3 separate regions of the Zea mays genome follow, and all the other regions are linked to region 2. The links are chromatin contacts, called in public Hi-C maps. All regions are on one chromosome and are shown on one strand. Each heading gives the region's core, a stretch centred on a gene start, on an enhancer-like site or on the middle of the called end of the contact. The rest is flanking DNA. Distances are from core to core; before and after follow the strand shown. Region 1 holds the start of LOC100283613 (SEC13-related protein). Region 2 holds the start of LOC542732 (calreticulin 2). Region 3 has its middle 48 kb from the start of LOC100283613.

Evidence for each region. A called contact is a pair of places that touch in the nucleus more often than the background predicts.
Region 1: a Hi-C map of leaf shows a contact between it and region 2, with 8 times the contacts expected there. The contact joins the promoter of LOC100283613 here to the promoter of LOC542732 in region 2. A contact is called at or near these places in 5 of 25 Hi-C or Micro-C datasets (bundle sheath, ear, endosperm and 2 more).
Region 3: a Hi-C map of tassel shows a contact between it and region 2, with 4 times the contacts expected there. The contact joins the enhancer-like site here to the promoter of LOC542732 in region 2. A contact is called at or near these places in 3 of 25 Hi-C or Micro-C datasets (ear, leaf and tassel) and 1 of 3 datasets of contacts at active chromatin or transcription factors (leaf).

The regions. Positions count from the first base shown.
Region 1 is chr7:25,634,638-25,639,626 of Zm-B73-REFERENCE-NAM-5.0, reverse strand. LOC100283613 (SEC13-related protein) reads left to right here and starts at 2,318. Exons shown (of 2, transcript NM_001156514.1): 1 at 2,318-2,611.
Region 2 is chr7:25,314,032-25,318,579 of Zm-B73-REFERENCE-NAM-5.0, reverse strand. It overlaps LOC542732 (calreticulin 2), which reads left to right and starts at 3,022. Exons shown (of 14, transcript NM_001309255.1): 1 at 3,022-3,219; 2 at 3,837-3,944; 3 at 4,018-4,213; 4 at 4,297-4,548. The coding sequence starts at 3,117.
Region 3 is chr7:25,587,089-25,591,926 of Zm-B73-REFERENCE-NAM-5.0, reverse strand. No RefSeq gene overlaps it. Among protein-coding and RNA genes, the nearest start is that of LOC100283613, 48 kb to the left of the region's middle. Within about 2 kb of position 3,141, at least 13 of the 20 cell types and tissues checked have an H3K27ac peak or open chromatin away from gene starts, as enhancers often do. A contact at or near this core is called in ear, leaf and tassel, where this site is marked.

The DNA.
Region 1 (4,989 bases), core at 1,069-3,568, 320 kb before region 2:
TGGAAATTCAGAGTCGTTGGCGCACCGGACACTGTCCGGTGCATACCGGACAGCCCGGTGCCCCCTTCTGACCGTTGGCTCTGCCACGCGTCGCGCGCGGATTACGCGGCCGACCGTTGGCCGGGCCGACTGTTGGCTCACCGGACAGTCCGGTTCACCACTGGACAGTCCGATGATTTATAGCCGTACACCGCCATCGAAGTCCCAAGAGCAGCCAGTTGACAGACGCCAGCTTGGCGCACCGGACACTGTCTGGTGCACCACCGGACAGTCCGGTGCACCCAGACTGCGCAGAGTCTTGGCTGCTCAGCCAAGTCTTTTCCAAATTGGTCTTTTCTTGTTTCTAGCACTTAGACACAATACATTAGTCTCCAAAACAATGTACTAAGTCTTAGAAACATACCTTTACTCTTGATTTGCACTTCTTGAGTCTTTGGCACAAATATTACTCAAAGCATTTGTGTGGAGCACTTAATCACCAAAATCTTATAGAAATGTCCCAAGGGTACATTTCCCTTTCATATTTGACAATTAGTGTTTCGTTTTACAAAAATGCTTTTGAAAAGTGGTTTTAAAAGGTCCGACAGTCGAGCCGTGAGCTATGGTGGACGGGAAGTCCAGTAGTTGTTTTTGAAAATGAAAACCAGTGGGAAACTGCTGAGATACCTGGATGGTTTAGTCCAGGGGATTTTGTTCTACATTGAAAAACTTCCTGCTCCTTTGGGAAAGGATGCGCTTTGAAAAATACAAAATGTTTTACAAAATAACCCTGCATCAAATATTGCTCTTTCTGCAAAATATCCTGAGCTCCACATATTCCATGCATTATATCTGATTTCCCCATTTCGCGGGTGAAGGTGGGCTGCTGAGTACGTAAGTACTCACCCTTGCTTATTTGTTGTTTTTCAGAGAAGGAGATCGCTGATCGGGTAAAAGTTACGCCTGTTCCCAACCTTGCTTGTGGCTGTTGGACCGCTGATTTGCTTCGCTGCGTATATCGGGTTACTTCAGCCCCACTTTGATGATATGTCCCGAGTTGTGGACCAACTCTTAAAGTTGATCGCCACCTTTATAGGTTTGTCTCGTTTAAGCAGATCTGGAATCATCTGATGTATAAATGTGTTTACTAGGCTCCTGGGACTAGTAATTGTTACACATTTGAGTCCTAGAGGATTGGGGCGCTTCAACCGGTACTCTACAGGAACCCTTGGATCTGATCCAACAGCCCACAGTCGAGCCGTGGATTGGATCACAAGGTCTGATCCATCCGTCTGTCCCCAGATCGACGGTTAGGATTTTATGGCACGCGAACAACGATCGACGCTCGGATTCGGTCTTAACGGTCTCTATGGCGCGATCCTGAAGGGGTACGCCTAACTAATCGTGTCCGCGACTGCATGATGTAGGTTACAGATATGGAGGAGGGTCACCCGAGAACTCTGGTGCCACAAATAGGCGCATAGTGCTCCGGGATTTGAGCAACAGCTCGCACGTCCGTGCCGCAATCACGCCATTGTCGACGATCAGGTGGAGCGGTCACAGACGGCACTGGCCCACCTGGCAGCGTCTGCACGATCGCACGGAGTTTGTGGAATGGGAGAATGCCATGTGGGTCCGGGGTGTCAGCGTTAGGCGGATGCCGGATCGCGCGAAGGGGAGTCAAGTGGGCCGCATGATGATGATTCCCAACCGGGCCAAAAGCGTAGTCCGGGGCCCAATTAGGTTTCCCCCATTTCTTTTATTTCTTATTTTCTTTTCCCTTGTTTTTCTTCTCTATTTCAAATTTAGATTTTAAATTTGAATTTATATTTGTGAAGTTCATACTTAGGTTAAATGTCTATATTTTCATAACAATATGAACCGAATTTAATTCATTTAAATATTTATTTTATCTTATTTGTATAGTATTTTCTTCTCTTTTCTCCTCATTTTAAATTCTCAACTTTAGGTTTAAATGTCTATTTCACCATTTGTTTATTTCTAATATCATTACCTTAATAGACAAATACATAAACAAATAAGCACAAGCATGATCCATAGATTATTTAGGTGTATTTGGCTCTTAATCCTTTTTATTAAAGGTGTTTGTTCACATGTGGTAGTGGGTAGAAACAAGTCATATAAGGAAAAGAAATTCTTTACAACTTTGTTATTACACAATCTCGATACCATTAAAAGATCACCACTTTGGATCCATACCATTACTATCTCACTTACATGTGGGTCCACATGAGTCAATGACATGTGGGGTCCATGGTATATATCTAAAGTTTGGATCTTTTAATGGTATATATCCAATTGTTCCTTATTATAACATGGAAACAACTTTTTCATTGGGAAGAAATCAATTATTCCACCGAGCCGACCGATCGAGACCTCGCTCATCTTTGTAGGACACCCGCACCCTCCGCGTCGAACACCCGATCCGGACACCGCTCCAGGCTCCACCTCTCTCCCATCTCACGCCAACGCTCACTGGACCATTCCTCCGTGCTGGGGAGCGGCGGAGAGCTATCCACCTCGTCTCAGGCACCCTCTGGCGTCCCCCTCCCCCCGCCGCGTGCCGGCGAGCCGCGGAGATCCGGGGTTCTGACCTCGCCTCCTTCTGCTGGTATGGAATCGCTATTTTTCCGCGACTGCTTGTTCGTTTCGTTCTGTGGGATCTCCTGGCCGCTGCGTAACCCTAGATATCCGGACCGTTATGTTTGGTGACCTGGTGGGGCGGATCTGATCTTCAGCACTCTGTTTGCGCTTTTGTGGATTATTCGTTCTGTTTGTGCTGGTGTGGGTTTAATTGTCAGGATTTGTGGGGGGGGGGGGGGGGGGGGGGGGGGTGGGCTGAAATCCTGTTCGCTACGTTGAATCCGCCATCCGGTCGCGCTTCAGTGGCTTTGCGTGCGTTCGGTTGACGGCACGGTATTTGGATCGGAGTCACGGAAGGACGGGATCATCCTTGCGACAAGAAGGGGCGACCGCATCTGGATCTCCGCGGTGGCGCCCTCCCTGGCATTCGTGAATCTCCCTCTGTTGATTTCCCACATCCTCCACGCTCCCTCATCCTCGGTGTTGACCCTCAGCATCCTGCTATACCAGCGGATCTCGAGTTCCCTTGACCTGGAACCTGTTTCGTATTGCACGACATTATAAACACGAGTTATTGTTTCCTGAAGAAACATGAGTCTCTGAATGAAGAGGAAAATATGCCAAAGTCCACCGACTCTCAAATATAGTAACTTGCACACATAGTCCCGAATTGTGGAGAGATTTTGATATTTAGGACTCAATTTGCATGCCTTTCGAGATTTGACACCCCTATCACAGTGACATGTGGGGTCATTGACATGTGGCCAGAGTGTCAAATCTTGAAAGGCATGCGAATTGGGTCCCAAAATCTTAAATTTCTCCGAATTGTGAGGCATAAAGCAATTTTTGTCGAAAAGAGGAATGATGAAGCACAGAGGGGAAAAAATCGATGCGTGAGTAGTAGCCAGTTTTACTGATAACTGAGGATTCACCCACTTACAGGTCCATTCATGACTACTCCTTAGGTACTACTAACTCTATCAAGGTTTTTCAAGAGTTTATCTCATCTACTTCTACATGAGGTCTTGAGGGTGCTGATCAGGTCCTGGTATACAAGATAGATCATTAATTTAACACAAGCCTTAAGCAAGAATTAGAAGCAGGAAAATTACATGAAAGCACACTTAGGCACTGATAAAGACATGAGTTAAAATGGGGCTGTTGGATGGCTGCTCAATGCTCCGGATTGAAATCGGTGAAGAGGTAAGATGGGTTGATGGCTTGCTCTGTAGCTTTCTAAATGGAAGTCTGAGTGACTGAATAGAGCTAGAGCAAACTGTTCAGAATACTGACACAAATGCTAACTTCTGGCATTGAACTAGGGTCGAACATAACAGCTGGTTGCCATATAAATATTTTTGAATCATGTGTCAGGATTATCAAACACCGGTTGAGATGGTTTGGACATGTCTAACGGAGATCTCTAGAGGCACTAGTACGTAGTGGGATCCTAATGCGTGATAGCAATGAGAAGAGAGGTAGGGAAGGTCGAAGTTGACATGAGAAGATGCTTTAAAGGAGACTTAAAGTAATGGAATATACTTAAAGATTTAGCCTTGAATAGGAGTGCATGGGAAACAGCTATCCATGTGCTTGAACCTTGACTTGTGGTTTCTACTGGGTTTCAACTTTAGCTTACCCGACTTGCTTGGGACTAAAAGACTTTATTGTTGTTGTTTTATGTTTCAGGATTGTTGATTTAGTGGTTGTAAAATGGCAAAGCTTGGTAGTCATATATCACTCATGTAGGTACTCGCTATTTCATAGTACGTTGTTCATTGGGAGGTCTGAATATTTTAAGAACTTTTAGACAAAAGAAGTCAGCACAAGATGTCAAAACTCTACATGAGCATCTCAAATGTTGCACACAAGCATAAATGTACTTGTTTGAGCTTAAAAAAACTTAACCTGTAGGGGGTAAGACAACCCCTGGGCACCTGGTCCACCCATACACAACGGCACCATAGCCCATGTGAGAATGACTGCGACTAGGGCCGGGCCTTGGGCCTGTTTGTCATGGGAGTATGGGACAAAGTAGGGGATATTTTTAACCTTAGCCTGAAATTTACTCCCGTGAGGAGTCAAACACAGGACCTGTGTAGTGCTACTCAGACCCCCTATCCATTCGCCTGGTTTGAGCTTATGCTGTACGATTTCTGAACTTGAAAATATGTATTTGAGATGAATATCCCTTGCGGTAAAAACTAGGACAATTATGCTTGTAACTTTATTTCTGTAAATTTGCTTTAAGTAGGCTGGACAATGATCTTGAAATTGTGACGTGTTTGTTTTCATTGCTTCTTGCTTGGGGTCTCAATTTACCATGCTTGGTTTCCCGGGAAAGACAATATGGATTTTGTAGGAAAGAGCAAGGTGATGTTGGAGCCTTCGGCACTGGGTCTGCCC
Region 2 (4,548 bases), core at 1,773-4,272:
GAGAGAGAGAGAGAGCCTTATGCGCCGGCCCGTTCCCCCGTGCGGCCAACCTTCTCGTACGAGAGCCCTGGACCTTCCTTTTATAGGCGTAAGGAGAGGGTCCAGGTGTACAATGGGGGTGTAGCAATGTGCTAACGTGTCTAGCAGAGAGGAGCTAGAGCCCTAAGTACATGCCGTCGTGGCAGTCGGAGAGGTTTTGGCACCCTGTTCATGTGATGTCGTGGCCGTCAGAGGAGAGCTGGAGCCCTGCGGAAGGACAGCTGTCGGGGCTGTCGAATCCTTGCTGACGTCTCCTTGCTTCCGTAAGGGGCTGAGAGCCGTCGTCGTCATGGAGCACGCGGGGCGCCATCATTATTTGTTTACCAGGGCGAGCCAGATGGGACGCCGGTCTTGTTCCCCGTAGCCTGAGCTAGCTAGGGGTAGGGTAATGATGGCCCCCCCTGTGACGTGGTCGGTCCGAGCCTTAGGTCGGGCGAGGCGGAGGCTCCTCCGAGGTCGAGGTCGAGTTCGTCTTCCGAGGTCGAGGTCGAGTCCGAGCCCCGGGTCGGGCGAGGCAGAGACCGTCTTCCGAGGCCGAGGCTGTGTCCGAGCCCTGGGGTCGGGCAAGGCGGAGTTCGTCGTCCAGCGTCGAGGTTGAGCCCGAGCCCTGGGGTCGGGCGAGGCGGAGACCGTCTTCCGAGTTGTGGTTTGAGTCCGAGCCCTGGGGTCGGGCGAGGCGAAGTCCATCTTCCGAGGCCGAGACGGGGGCCGAGCCCTGGGGTCGGGCGAGGCGGAGCTTCCTATGGCGCCCGAGGCTGGACTTAGCTGCTGTCAACCTCACTCTGTCGAGTGGCACAGCAGTCGGAGCGACGCAGGCGGCGCTGTTTTCTTGTCAGGTCAGTCAGTGGAGCGGCGAAGTGACTGCGGTCACTTCGGCTCTGTCGACTGAAGAGCGCGCGTCAGGATAAGGTGTCAGGCGATCCTTGCATTAAATGTTCTTGCGATACGGTCGGTTGGCGTGGCGATCTGGCCAAGGTTGCTTCTCTGCGAAGACTGGGCCTCGGGCGAGCCGAAGGTGTGTCCGTTGCTTGAGGGGGCCCTCGGGCGAGACGTGAATCCTCTGGGGTCGGCTGCCTTTACCCGAGGCTAGGCTCGGGCGAGGCGAGATCGTGTCCCTTGAGAGGACTGAGCCTTGACCTTAATCGCGCCCATCAGGCCTTTGCAGCTTTGTGCTGATGGGGGTTACCAGCTGAGATTAGGAGTCCTAGGGGTACCCCTAATTATGGTCCCCGACAACTATAGACTGTAATGTTGGTAGGGTGGAGTTTGAATAAAGATATGTGTAAGCTACTGGAGATAGTCTAATATGATGTTAGTTAGAAATGTAAATGACACAGATATTATCTGTCCATATTCAAATTTGATCTGTCTAAGAGAGCTGAGATCTTATCCATATCGAGTTGGACACTCAGTATCCGTTTTTTATTCATATCCGTATTTTCAAATTTAGATATTTAAGATATTAATATCCATTTAAATTGTATCCAACAAAACTTGATATTATTTATATCAGATCTAAATCCTAAGAAAAAATATAAAATAAGTGTGTGTTTGAATGCACTAGAACTAATAGTTAGTGGCTAAAGGGAGTGTTTGAATGCACTAGAACTAATAATTTGTTGGCTAAAAATTATTACTGGAATTAGCTAGCTAACAAATAACTATCAAACTATTAACTAATTTACCAAAAATCTCAACTAATTTTAGCCACTAACTATTAGTTGTAGTGCATTCAAACACCCCTAGTTGACACATTCAAACACCCTAGCTAATAGTTCAACTATTAGCTATTTTTGGTAAATTAGTTAGTAGTTAGGGGGTGTTTGAATGCACTAGAGCTAATAGTTAGTGGCTAAAATTAGCTATAAACATCAAACACCCCTTCAACTATTAGTTATTTTTAGTAAAATTAGTTAATAGTTAGTCAGCCATTTGTTAGCTAGTTAATTCCACTAGCAATTTTTTAGCTAACTAGCTATTAGCTCTAGTGCATTCAAACATCTCCTTAGAGCATCTACAAAAGACTCTTTATTTTTGACTCTCTATTTAACTCTTTATTTGTCCCTCCATAAAGATTAAACTCTATATATAACATCTTATTCCAATAGACTCTCCAACATGTAGGTTAGCTTGGCTAGCGAGAGTTGCTAGCTAAATTTGGCCAGTGAGAATCAATGTAGAGAGCCGGATAACTTGGCAAATTAAATGGATAGTTTGTTGGAGAGCTATTTTGCTATTAAGGGGGTGTTTGGTTGCCCCTGCTAAAGTTTAGCCCGGGTCACATCAAGCGTTTGACTTTTAAATAGGAGTATGAAATATAGACCCAACTAACTGGACTAGATTCGTCTCGTCTTTTAATCTTCGGCTGACAAATTAGTTTTATAATCCGACTACATTTAATACCCGGAACGGAGGTTCAAACATTCGATGTGATAGGGGCTAAAGTTTAGTTTGGGTAACCAAACACCCCTAAATAGCTAAAATTTAGTTTGACAAGCTATTTAGCTTATCTTTTAGAGATGCTCTTAGGTAGCTATTTATTAGCTACTAATTCCACAACAAATTTTTAGTCAACTAATTATTAATTATGGTTCATTCAACACCCCTAAATAAGAAACCTGTAATATCCGTCTAATCCCATTACGCCCTAGGTGTTACATGCCTATAGAGGGAGGCTAGAAGCCTGGAACCAACCTAATTTTATTATTTCTACCTCCCTTCACGCAAGGATGACCTACCCGCTCCTCCGGAAACCTCCCAAACACGTCGAATTCGCCACGCGTCAATTCCCGACTGGCCGGACCATCGGAAGCTAGCCTTCCATTGGCCCGACGCTATGGCCCACACCCGCCACTGTGGCAGCAACCCTTACGCTCACCTTCATTGGACCCAGCCGTCAGGGAGACAAGCACTTGCGGTGAGCCCACCATGCAGGTGAGTGGAAACCGTAAACCCACCCACACCCCCTGCTCCTTTTAAGCAGCCCCGCTCGCTCTCCGCAGTGACCGATAGAACACGACCTGGGGGGTTCAGATCGGATCGGAAGCTTCCATAAGTTTCCATCGGGCTTCGCCGGTATGGCGATCCGCAAGGGGTCTTCGTACGCCGTCGCGGCACTTCTCGCGCTCGCCTCTGTCGCCGCCGTTGCAGGGGAGGTCTTCTTCCAGGAGAAGTTCGAAGGTGATTCCCTTGATCCCACCACTCGAACAGTGCGATCTGGTCTGTTGCGATGCGCCCTATGTCTTGGCCCGACCGCCCGAATGCAGTGCGTGTGAAATGTTAGGCATTAATTTCGTCGGACCAGTGGGTTTTTGGCTCGTTCATGCGATTTAACAGTGTGTAGGTGTGTGACGGTGGTCGTGATTTGCTCGTAAGATCTAGTGGCATGTATATATGGTGTTCGGTACTTCAGTTATCTCCGTATGCATGGATCCTGCGGTTGTGAATTTTCGTGCGGTAGTTTGGGTAATCTGTTCGAATAGTGTTGCCTTTGGTCAGCATTCATATTCGGCTGTATAGTGCGGTGAATCTTATGGCATTTCTGCTGAGGCGATCAAATTTTATACTATTTGTACCCTTGACCTGAATGTATTTTGATTTGGGATTATGTGTTGATGTTTATTTCACCTAGATTAGGAACATGTCGTGCAGTTCTCCAGAGTAAGTTTGGACCAGCTGGTGGTTCACATTAGGAATTATAGGATCTCCAATACTGACTGTCAGTTTTGTTGTACCACGAAGCATTTTGTAATTTTGACATTACCCTTCATGACATTTTGCACTGTTGTGATGGCCAGATGGCTGGGAAAGTCGGTGGGTCAAGTCCGAGTGGAAGAAGGATGAGAACATGGCTGGTGAATGGAACCACACCTCGGGAAAATGGAATGGAGATGCCGAGGACAAAGGTAAATTCCAAAACATCAGAAGATTGGTGGTTTCAGTTTATTTATGAGTTACTCAACACGTTTCTTGTTGCAGGTATTCAAACCTCCGAGGATTACAGGTTCTATGCCATTTCAGCCGAATACCCTGAGTTCAGCAACAAGGATAAGACCCTGGTGCTGCAGTTCTCTGTGAAGCACGAGCAGAAGCTTGACTGCGGTGGTGGCTACGTCAAGTTGCTGGGTGGTGGTGATGTAGACCAGAAGAAATTTGGTGGAGACACATCTTACAGGTAGACTTTGAACAATATTGTTGCGCTCCTTCTCCCTATCATATCTCATCTTGTACTTGTAACCTCATTCTTCTGTACTGCAGCATTATGTTTGGACCAGATATCTGTGGGTACAGCACCAAGAAGGTTCACACTATCCTGACCAAGGATGGCAAGAACCACTTGATCAAGAAGGATGTGCCTTGTGAGACTGATCAGTTGACTCATGTTTACACTTTGATCATCCGTCCTGATGCAACATACAGCATTCTCATTGATAATGAAGATAAGCAAACTGGCAGCATCTACGAGCACTGGGATATTCTTCCCCCTAAGAAAATCAAGGACCCAGAGGC
Region 3 (4,838 bases), core at 1,892-4,391, 270 kb before region 2:
AGCACACTCACTCGTCGGCTTTGGGACCCCCCTGTCTCGAAACGCCGACACAGGGCCTACAATAAGAAGGTCAAAGCAAAGTCATTTCAAGTAGGGGATCTGGTGTGGAAGACCATCTTGCCTCTAAGGAATAAAGACCGGAAGTTTGGAAAATGGTCGCCAAGCTGGGAGGGTCCTTATAAAGTAAAACAGGTAATGTCTGGTAACGCCTATTTGCTACAAACATTACAAGGCAAGGATTTACCAAAGGCTTTGAATGGGCGTTTCCTCAAACAGTACCATCCTAGTATGTGGCAAGATGCCTAAGAGAACCGATGTGATCACATCGAGTTAGTTGCTTTTGGTTCGCCCAGCTCCACCAAAAGGCAGGGGGGCATATGTTCGAACCAAAAATGAGCAAGCGGACGGTCCGACCCTGAGGCCGGACGGTCCGCGGTCCGGACGGTCCGCGCCTGTGGGCCGGACGGTCCGCGCGTGCGCAGAACAGATTAGAGTTCCGAGTTTTGTGCTACGGTTGTTAGCTATATTCGCGGGATTAGCTCGGAATCAGTTGTGTAAAGGGTCCAGCCCCCTCCTCTATAAATAGAGAGGTCTACGGCCGATTTGTAATCATCAACAATCGAATCAATACAACTTTTATTCGCATTTTATCCTAGGAGTAGTTCTAGTTTAGCCCTAGTTTAGCCTTCCAATCCCCAAATTCTCCGCCTCTACTCGACTCTACGTCGATTAGAGGAGTTTAGGTCGGTCTACCCGAGCCTAGACACCACCTAGGATCTCTCCTCCCCGACGGGGTCCCTCCCGGGAGCGAGATCCAGGCGCCGCCGGCGATCTTCCGCCGCCCCTGCGCACGCGCGGACCGTCCGGCCCTAGGGCGCGGACCGTCCGGCCGTCAGGCAGGGAAACCGAGCTCCTGCACCAGGTCACGGACCGTCCGGCCCTGCGCCGCGGACCGTCCGCGCCTGACCAGAGAGCACCGCCGCCTCACGCCAGGTCGCGGACCGTCCGGCCTTGGGCCGCGGACCGTCCGTGCCTGACCAGAGAGCACCGCCGCTGGTTCTCTTGAGTAATTGGCGCCTCCAAAAAGGTGTCAACAGGCCCGTAGCAGGATGTTCTTGGTGTGCTGACATCGTCGGGTTGGATACGCTGACGCACGCAGGAGTTAATGTGATATCTTTGTGCTGTCACCTCCATCCTACACTGTAGCAGACGCGTCGCCCCATGATGCCATTGCCCACACAACTGACATAACTGCCTCGATAACCGTGTTATCCTAAGCGGGCATTAAATGCATCGTTGTGTGCCTCGGTAACGCGCGAAGCAGTCTTGTTAGTATGCACGACCTGTCAGACGCATGTCATGTTCTGCATGCGATAGAGAACGCCACGGTTGCCCCATAGTAAATGAGGGTAGTGGGTCTGCAGACAGGAGGCTTGCTTCTAGCCGACGGCTTGTGCCACATGCCCTGAGGGTATGTGGTGGCACTGGACTCCTACCTGGGTGGAGGGCTTGCGCCAAGGACACAGCTTGGCCGTAGGTTTTGGGCCTGCCCCCACGGGGTTCGGAAGGTACGTAAGGAGGTCCGATTACACGTGCTCACCGAGGACCCGTCCTGGGTGATCCGGATGGAGCGTGCGGGGGTCCGGGCCTTACCCATGAGATTCAGACCCGTATATGTAATCACTAAGCATACCCTTATCAGGTGGAACCAGTCCTGGCCTGCTCAGTTCTTTTAGTATACGATTAAAGTTACCCGCATCATCATTTATCTTGACACATTAACAGTGAGTATCCCGATCATGGGGTACCGACACGGGCCGACACAATCGGTCCGTCATGCTGTTTGCTGGTTTGGGCCCATAGCGGGATGTTCCTGGTGTGCTAACGCCGTCGGTCTGGATACACTAGCACATGCAGGAGATATCATCGTGCTATCACCTCCATCCCACACTGCAGCAGACAGCAGTGCGCGTCGCCTCATGATGCCATTTCCGACACAACCGAGATAACTGCCTCGATAACCTGTGTTATCCTGAGCGGACATTAAATGTGTCGCTCTGAGCCTCGGTAACGTGTGGAGAAGTCTTGTTACTTGTTAGTCTGCATGACCTGTCAGACGCATGCCATGTTCTGCATGCGACGGAGCACGCCACGGTCGCCCCACAGTAAATGAGGGTAGTGGGCGTGCAGACAGGAGGCTTGCTTCCAGCCGAAAACTTGTGCCACGTGCCCTGAGGCCACATGGCGGCACCGGACCCCTACATGGACGAAGGGCTTGCACCAAGGACGCAGCCTGGCCGTAGGTTCTCGGCATGCACCCCACGGGGTCCAGAAGGTACGTAAGGAGGTCTAATTACACGTGTGCACCGAGGACCCGTCCTAGGTGACCCGGATGGAGCGTGCGGGGGTCCGGGCCTTACCCATGGGGTCTGGACCCGTAGACGTAATCACTTAGCATACCCTTATCAGGTGGAACCGGTCCTACGGTGGTCGGCCTGCTCAGTTCTTTTAGCACACTGTTAGAGCTACCCACGTGATCATTTATCTTGACACGGTAGCAGTGGGTACCCCCGATCATGGGGTACAGACACGGGCCGACACAATCACTCTGATCAGCCCATGTGTCATACCTTCCTCCTCCCCTTCGACCCCACAACCTTTGCCCTTTATATTAGTGTTTATCCATATATTATACCACAAATTATTCAAAAAAGGAAAGAAGCTAATTATTAGGAGGGGAAAGAAAAATAAGCAATCCACATATATTTATCTCTTATAATTTTTATTAGTGTGTGTTATATTTTTATTAAACACAGTTGATGCTTAAGGAAGATGAGGCGTATTTTCTAAAACAGGTTATATATTAGTATTTTATGGAATAATTTATATACATGTATTATATTAGTATCCTTAAAAATTGGGAGTGCCGGATCCGGCCCATTCCCATCCGTGGTGCAGCAAGCCGCCAGCCCATTCCCATCCGTAGTGCTGCAGCAAGCCGTCAGTCAGCAACGAACATCCATGGGCGGTAAAAAACTTGCGCTGCTGAAGGTGAAAGCTGAAGCAGGACATGTGCTTCGTGAATCGTGATCGACCCGACTTGGCCCCGACTGAATACCGCCTCTGACTCTGACCCATCTCGCTCACGTCCCTGCACCAGGGTCCGGTCTCCGGTGGTGTGCACGTCCAGGAAGTCAAGTCTTGTGTGTCCTGTCCGGCAGGCAGCAGCGGCAAAGGCAACCACATGGACGAGCTCTACGATGACGAGAGGCAAGCCTTGGTACGTGCCGCCTCCATCAACCAGATGTGGCGGTTCAGATCGACTGATCCAGCGACCAGAAGACAACAGAGCTTACAGATAAAAAGACGAAATGGTCCGGCGTCGTGCCCACTTTGGCGACCACTTCAGCCGTGGAGCGAGCACTTCCACGTTGGGGATGGGGTCCGTCTCCGGTTTTATGCCGGTGCGCTCTGAGTTTATTTATTTATTAGCAACAGCACGTGCAAGGGCGGACCCAGGAAAAAATAGGAGTGAAGCCATAGTAGCATACTTGTAAGAATGAGCGCTAAAATACTAAAGGAGGGGCATCTAAGTTAGTCTGAGCAGGATACTTCATAATAAAAATCTAAACATTACTACTTACAACAGAGAAATGAGCGGGGCAAGTCACTCGTATCAACGTAGGTTCGCCTCTGACAGCACCACATCTCTCCCAGCTAACTACCAAAACGGCAGATTATAAGCTTGATCGTTGCTTTTTAGAGCTAGTTTGGTGATCAGGAAAATGAAGGGAATTTATAGAAAGGAATCCCCACCTAGGCTTCATGGTGTCGGATCAAGGGATCGAAGCTAATCAAGAAAAAATAGAGGTCATCCAACGCATGGGCCCCATCCATAACCTCAAGCGGGTACAACGACTGGTTGGGTGTGTCGTGCGCGCTCAGCTGGTTTGTGTCGAGACTAGGGGGAAAGGGATGCCCCTTTACAAGCTCTTGAGGAAAAGCGACCATTTTTCTTGGACGGTCGAAGCCCAGGAGACCCTCAATCGGATGAAGGTGTTCCTCACCTCGCCGCCGGTTTTAGTAGCGCCCGATCCCAACGAAACCCTCCTCCTTTACATTGTGGCCACCACCTAGGTGGCCAGCGCTGCACTAATGGTGGAAAGGGAAAGCGAGGGACATGTACTCAAGGTATAGAGGCATGTTTACCATGTCAGCGAGGTATTAACAGAGTCCAAGACACGATACCCTCGGATCTAGAAGTTGCTCAATGCGGTCCTCATCGCCAAGCAGAACTTGATCCACTACTTCGATCGACACCCTGTGTCGGTGGTGTCCACGACGCCCCTTGGCGAGATCATCCGAAATCGGGATGCGTTGTAACACAATGGAAAGTGGTCCCTTGATCTCAACAGGCTGGACATCATATACGTCGCTAGAACCACAGTCAAGTCTCATACCCTTGCTAACTTTGTCGCAGAATGGATGAAGGCACATGAACCACCACCGGTAGAGGACCCAGAATACTGGACCATGTATTTTGATGGGTCCTACCTCAAGACCAAAGCGGTGCGAGAGTCGTCCTCATGTCGCCTCAAGGACACAAGCTCTGTTATGCCATTTGTCTCTACTTTGACTCCACCAACAATGTCACTGAATACGAGGCCCTCGTCAATGGGCTCTGGATCGCGGTCGAGGTAGGGGCAAGATGGCTCCTGGTTAGGGGCGTCTCTAAGTTGGTTGTCGACTAGGTCATGAAGGCAATGGAACCACACGACCCAATAATGTGTGCATACTACGGTGAGGTACGAAAGCTGGAGAAGTTCAAAGGTTTCGAA